Regions from separate parts of the Mus musculus genome. Here region 2 is linked to region 1. A link is a contact called in public Hi-C data. All regions are on one chromosome and are shown on one strand. Each heading gives the region's core, a stretch centred on a gene start, on an enhancer-like site or on the middle of the called end of the contact. The rest is flanking DNA. Distances are from core to core; before and after follow the strand shown. Region 1 holds the start of 1700025C18Rik (RIKEN cDNA 1700025C18 gene). Region 2 overlaps Cdh22 (cadherin 22).

The links. A called contact is a pair of places that touch in the nucleus more often than the background predicts.
Region 2: a contact with region 1 is called in a Hi-C map of the N1E-115 cell line, with 1.8 times the contacts expected there. The contact joins the enhancer-like site here to the promoter of 1700025C18Rik in region 1. A contact is called at or near these places in 2 of 39 promoter capture datasets (the 3T3-L1 cell line and maxillary cranial neural crest), 2 of 484 Hi-C or Micro-C datasets (the AML12 cell line and the N1E-115 cell line), 1 of 115 datasets of contacts at active chromatin or transcription factors (embryonic stem cells) and 2 of 9 other capture datasets (embryonic stem cells and liver).

Annotation. Positions count from the first base shown.
Region 1 is chr2:165,089,177-165,092,152 of GRCm38.p6, reverse strand. It overlaps 1700025C18Rik (RIKEN cDNA 1700025C18 gene), which reads left to right and starts at 1,403. Exons shown (of 3, transcript NR_033448.1): 1 at 1,403-1,453; 2 at 1,578-1,863.
Region 2 is chr2:165,129,872-165,133,046 of GRCm38.p6, reverse strand. All of the region lies in intron 8 of Cdh22 (cadherin 22), which reads left to right. Among named protein-coding and RNA genes, the nearest start is that of Gm36690, 26 kb to the right of the region's middle. Within about 2 kb of position 1,471, at least 13 of the 459 cell types and tissues checked have an H3K27ac peak or open chromatin away from gene starts, as enhancers often do. A contact at or near this core is called in the N1E-115 cell line, where this site is marked.

The DNA.
Region 1 (2,976 bases), core at 154-2,653:
CCCCCCCTTTGGATGGGGGAGGTTCAGACATGGTTACCCCTTTCTAGTGTGAGACCCCATTATTTCCAGGGTCATAACTTAGCTAGAACCCCACAGTCCTGTGACACACATCTCTGCTTGTGTGTACACGTGCCCTAGGCTCAGAGAGACTGAGTGCTCTGTCTGAGGTCACACAGCTAAGAAAGAACGGAGTCTGATTCAGACACTCCCAGCTGCTGGCACCCTCTCTGCTCTCAGTCTCTTTGTTCAGCTCCAAAGTCTGACCCGGGGACCTGCAGAGTCAGGGACCAGGAGACAGGCCGGCTCCAGCCTGCACGGTGTCTTGTGGGACAAGCCAGGTCATTAGAGACTGTTAGTATTCAGAGGCCTCCCCAGCTTGGCTCCTCCAGCCTAGCATTGATCTCTGGTGCTCCACACTCCTAACCATACTCACCCAGGGACCCTGTCTCTGTTTGCCCTTCAGCCAATGCTGGCACCCAGCATATTCGTCACTGTCTCCAGGCAAAGGACAGCTTATGTTCACATCCCCCAGTGGCTGGCCTTGGGCCCTTGATCTCACCACTGTGTCATCCAAGCTACACCCCCACCTCCTCCTTCCGACCTACTGAAAGTAATACATTGTGACATCGTGGAGAATCCACAGTAATGCCCACCTTGCTCTTCTACACAGACAGTAGCCTCTTGGAGAATAGGACCAGATAATACCCTAACTCCCTCGCAGATCCTAGCAGAGATTTTTTCTCTCTCTCTCTCTCCTGGGTCATGTGTCTTTAGACAAGCGAGCCCACCTCTCTGTGCCTCCTCTGCCTATCTGCAAATGGACATGACGAAAAGCTACCTTGAGAGGATGTAGAGGGTTCCCTGGGACCAGCCATGACACTCAGAGGACAGTCAGTATCACTCTCTTTCCTCAGACCTCAGTGAGGAGGGACCCAGCTGGGGTGGAGGTTCAAGTAAAAGAAGATGAGGCTGGGCCATGGTAGCGCATGCCTTTAATCCCAGCATAGGTAAAGGCAAGCAGATGTCTGGGAATTCGAGGCCAGTCTGAGTTCAAAGAGAACCCCTGTGTTGAAAAACAGAGAGAGAGAGAGAGAGAGAGAGAGAGAGAGAGAGAGAGAGAGAGAGAACAAGATGGATGAAACTTCCTTAATAAAGAGTCCTCCTCAGAAGGGTGAATGGGAGACAGGGAGACAGGACAGGACAGCTGTGGGGGTGTATAATGGTGTCTCAGACAGTGAGTGAGCAGGAGGATATGAGGAAGTTGCCTGAAGCCATGGTTTATGTCACTGCTTTCTCTGGCTTTCACATAGCCCGGAATCACCCAAGGCATTACATGGTTGCTGAGCAGCATGTGACTGCATCACAGAGCCTCCCTGGCCTAGGGAAGGTGCCCAGAGTCACTGGATTGGTGGACAAGGACTGGCAGGAAAGGGCTGGTCAACCTGACTCCCAGGTTAGGGGCGTAAAAGCCATGTCCCCCTGCTGGGTGGGAATAGCCTTGGAGCAGCACGTGCTTGCTCTTGGGTACCTGAATCTGAGAGTGACCACACACCTGATGCTGAACCTCTATATCTTAGGGTAAGCCCTCTGACCTTCTGGTAGCCACAATGGAGGTGTTCAGGCCAAAGGGCTACGGCCTAATTGGAGGAGATTCTGCATCTGGAGTTGTTCCAAGCTCATGCCAAAGCTAACCCTGGCAAACATCTGCCCGCGGACTGTGAACTTGAAGCAAGCATTGCTATGGCCTCCAGATCCTGGATTCTTCAGATCTATACTTGGTACTGTTGAACATATGAGGCCCCTTGGTGCATGCTTCGAATCTCAGCATTCAGGAGGCTGAGGCAGGAGGATGGCAAGTTCCAGGCAAGCCTAGATTTCATACCGAGACCTAGACCCCCCCCAAGCCAACCACCAACTGTGAGCAAGTTCAAGCCTGAGAGGTCTCAGAGTACCTTGAATGTGGGGTGCTGAAAACTGAACCTTTAAATAGTGAGGCGCCTGTGGGTCTAAATGTCACTGTTACAGCAGTGTAGATGTGCACCTCATAGCCAGGGGTGGGGTCTACTTGGTGGGAACTGAGACACAACGGGCCAGGAACAAACAAAGGGACCAATGACCTGCTCAGCCTGTCCCCTTCCACCTAATCTCTCCTCCCCCTCCCATGCACCTCACCCCTAAACACATCTGCCCCTCCCACCCACCCCTCCCACTCTGGCTACCTAGCTAACCTCAGGGGAGCAGCTTAACTGAACCCCAAGTCTCAACACTTCCACATTCCTTCCCAGGGCTCAGAGAATGCAGCATGGAGCCCATCCTCCCGACCCCCCTCACAGGGCAAATCCTCCCCACATCCCCCTGCAGGGCCTGGCAAGGTAGTTCTGATCCTGGATCCCAGGGAGCTGGGGCCTTATCTCAGCCTACGGAGCAAGCACTTTGCATCTCTCCCCCCAGTATGCGGCCACAGCGCGTTCCAGCCCGCGGCTCCTCGCCATCTGCAGAGAGAAATCCAGTTAGACCTTGTATAATAAGTTCCTGACAATCTTGCTGAGGACGCTGGGTCATAAAAGTCTGCTGGTTTTATCGCCGGTAACAGACACGGAGTGAAATTAAGTTGTCTTATCAAATTTAGATAATATATATCCCTCTAGAGTAGAAGGCGCTGCATGGGGTTTCCGTGGTATGAGCCCAGGAGGGGACAGGCAGCCAAGCAGTTCCTGGGCACATGGTAGGGGGTGGGGCATCCCAGAGAACCCCACAACCTGATTGGCAGAACAGCAGGGTGACTGGCATCCTAGAGATCAAGGACATCCAGATCCGGACGGTATCCCCCTGCTTATTGAAGATACTCAGCTACATTCATGTGGAGGGCCTCAGTTTCCCTCTCTGTAAAGTGGACATGGCAATAGTTCCTGCTGTTGGGAGATTTAAATGAGATGCTATTTGCATGGGCAAACACACATGTATACATACAAATAG
Region 2 (3,175 bases), core at 222-2,721, 41 kb before region 1:
AAGGAAACATTCAGACGAAGTCCCTTCCCTCTCTGGCCTGTCTGACTCCAGAGCTCAGCTCTCCCTGTCTTGTGCCCTAGTCACATTTTCTTGGACTGGGGCTGGGGAGATGGCTCAGTGCTTTCTAAGTTCAGGTCCCAAGTTTTTACATAAAAGGCGCATATGATGGCATAGTCCCAGTGTCAGGAGGTGGAGACCAGCAAATTTCTGGTGCTATGGAGCTACTGGCTAGCCAGCCTAGATGAATTGGCAAATCCTAGGTTCAATGAGAGACCCTGTGTCAAAAGTAAAGGGCCAGGAGGATGGCTCAGAGGGGAAGGAGCTTGCCTTAAAGAATGACAACCCAAGTTCAGTCCCTGGGACACATGAGATAGAAGGTGAGAACCAACTCCTGCAAATTTTCCCCTGATCAACCGCACTGGTGTACTGTGGCGTGTATGTGCCACTACACACACACACACACACACACACACACACACACACACACACACACACATACACACACACACATATACACACAATAAAAAGTAAGGTTAGAGAGATGACTCAGTGGAAAGAGTGTTTGCCATGCAAAAGTGAGGGCCAGATTTCATATCTCCAGCACCTACATAAAATGGTGTGGCAGGCCATCTGTAACCCCAGTTGCTCATGAGGAAGAGACAAGAAACCTCCAGAAGGAGTAACCAGCTAGACTAGCCAAACTGGCAAATCTGAGTTCAAGTGGGAGACCTGGCCTTAACATATAAGCAGAGAGTCATAGAGAAGACAGTGACGTCAATCCCTGACAAAACATACATGCACACACACACACAAATATACACGTGCACATGCACACACACACTCCCACACAAACACACAAACTCATAAACACACACACAAACTCACAAATGTGCACAAACTCATAAACACACACAAACTCACAAACATGAACACTCACACAAACTCTCTCTCTCTCTCTCTCTCTCTCTCTCACACACACACACACACACACACACACACACACACACAATCTGTGTCACCCCTACTCACACCACCTTCAAGCCATCTCTAATGAAGAGTGGTCATATCTGCTTCACAAATGAGGAAACTGAGGCCCCAATCCACAGAGCAAGTCCATGCAAGCCCAGGGTGACCCCAGTCCTTCACACCAGAAGTCTGTCTGAGCCCAGGTGCAGACACACACACACACACACACACACACACACACACACACCCATTGGCTCCACCCTCAGCTCCTGTGTCCTCCTGCTAAGGTGTTCTCACAGCTCCCTCAGAAACAACCAGAGATGAGCAAAGGGGTCACACAGCCCCACCTGCTTCCAGGCGGAACAAACAAGAGGTGACAAGGATCAGAGGGGAAATATTTATACACGCTGCAGCGCTCTACGAGCCCCTCTGAGGATGTCGCCCTCAGCCAGAGCAGCCGCCTGTCACGCTGGATTACCTCAAAGGCTTGGGCCCACTTAGTATGCTGGCTCCTCTCTCCCGAACCTCTGAGTCATCCATCCTTCCCATGCAGGCGCGCCTTCCACTGACATTATCTTTAACGTTTTGTAATCATGAAATATTAATGACCAATATTGAATTTAAAGTACAATTTGTGTCTGGATCCTTCGGTGGAAAGGGCAGTTGTAAAGGGAGAGTCCTGAGGGGGAGGGGGAACGTGAGAGCCAAGGATGGGGTAGAGGGGTTAGACGTGAGGGTGCATGTAGCAGGCTCCGCCAGGGTCATCAGCTCACAGCTGGCCAGCAAGGAAGGTAGCTGAGTGGCCATGACAAGGAGTTGCCTAGGTCCGTTGGAAGCAGCCCACGAGGGTCACCCTAGGCCAAGTCACATCTCACACATGCGTTCAGACGCATGGGACAATGAGAAAGGTTCCCTTTGTGTGGTCCTGGCTCTGTGAGCTGCCACCTGACTCCTCTTCCTGCCTTGTCCTCCCTTCTTTAAGTTGGCTGTAACTCCTTGCCCCATTGGAGGGCAGGAGGGACAGAAACAGGAGACTGTGGTGGCCTCTGTTTATTCAAAGGCATTGATCAGTGTCACGTATAAAACGAAAATCCCCCCTGAGTTCAGAAATCGCATTTGTTCGGTTCCGGTAAGGTGCCTGACAGATACTTAGCAGGTGTTATTAATAGCCATGGAAGGAATCTGAGGCAGGGGGATGTCAGAGATGGTGGCCCAGTTTCCCCATACTCCATTTCACACAAGGAAGGAGAAGTCAAAGAAGAAATGATTGACTTTCAAATTGATTCTCTCTGTCCAGTGCTCCTTGGAGCACTGTGGGGGGAGCACAAGGCTCGGGAATGAGCAGGTCAGGAGGAGAGGTCATCGTAGGTAGGGCTCCAAGGCTTCCTCCAGGGAATCTTCCCTGTGTCCACCCAGTCAGGGACTGTTTGTCTAATACCTCATGGGAATTTCTTGCTAAACAAGCTGGGCAGTGGCTTACCTGAATTCCCAGGAGAGCAGGGAACAGTGCAGGAGACAGGGCAGAGGAGGGGACAGAGGACGGGGCAGGGGAGCCTAGAGTGAAATCTAGGGGCTTTGGGAAGGACTGGCTGACCACTGAGGGACAGAAAAGGGGGATTCCAAGGTGTGTCTCTGGGAGAGAAAGTTTGTTTTTGTTTTTAAGATTTATTTATTTATATATATACAGCATTCTTCCTACATGTATGCCTGCAGGCCAGAAGAAGGCACCAGATCCCATTACAAATGGTTATGAGCCACCATGTGGTTGCTGGGAATTGAACTCAGGACCTCTGGTAGAGCATCAATACTCTTAAACTCTGAGCCATCCCTCTAGGAATGGTTTTTTAAGATCTGGGATTTTTCTCTTCCTGTGAGCCAAAGCTGGGAGGCTTAGAGACCCCTCTGAGAACAGAGAGATGCACATGGCTGGAGCAGGGAGCTGAGGAGGGCCTGCAGACATTTGCTAGCCCGCACAGGAAGGGTCTTGCATGTCCTCTGTGAATGTGTGTCCTCTGTGGATCCGGAAGCTGGGGTGTTAGGGAGCTAGCGCAAATCTTCAGGCAGAAGAGCGCTCTGATCAGATGTGGTTTTCTTGGCCTGCAGAAGGGTGGACAGAAGCAGAGCAGACTGGAGACCGCAAGCTAGCTCGTGCTAACTCCATGTGGGGTGTCAAGACAGGGCTGGTGGGCATGGACGCCAGGCAGACCAC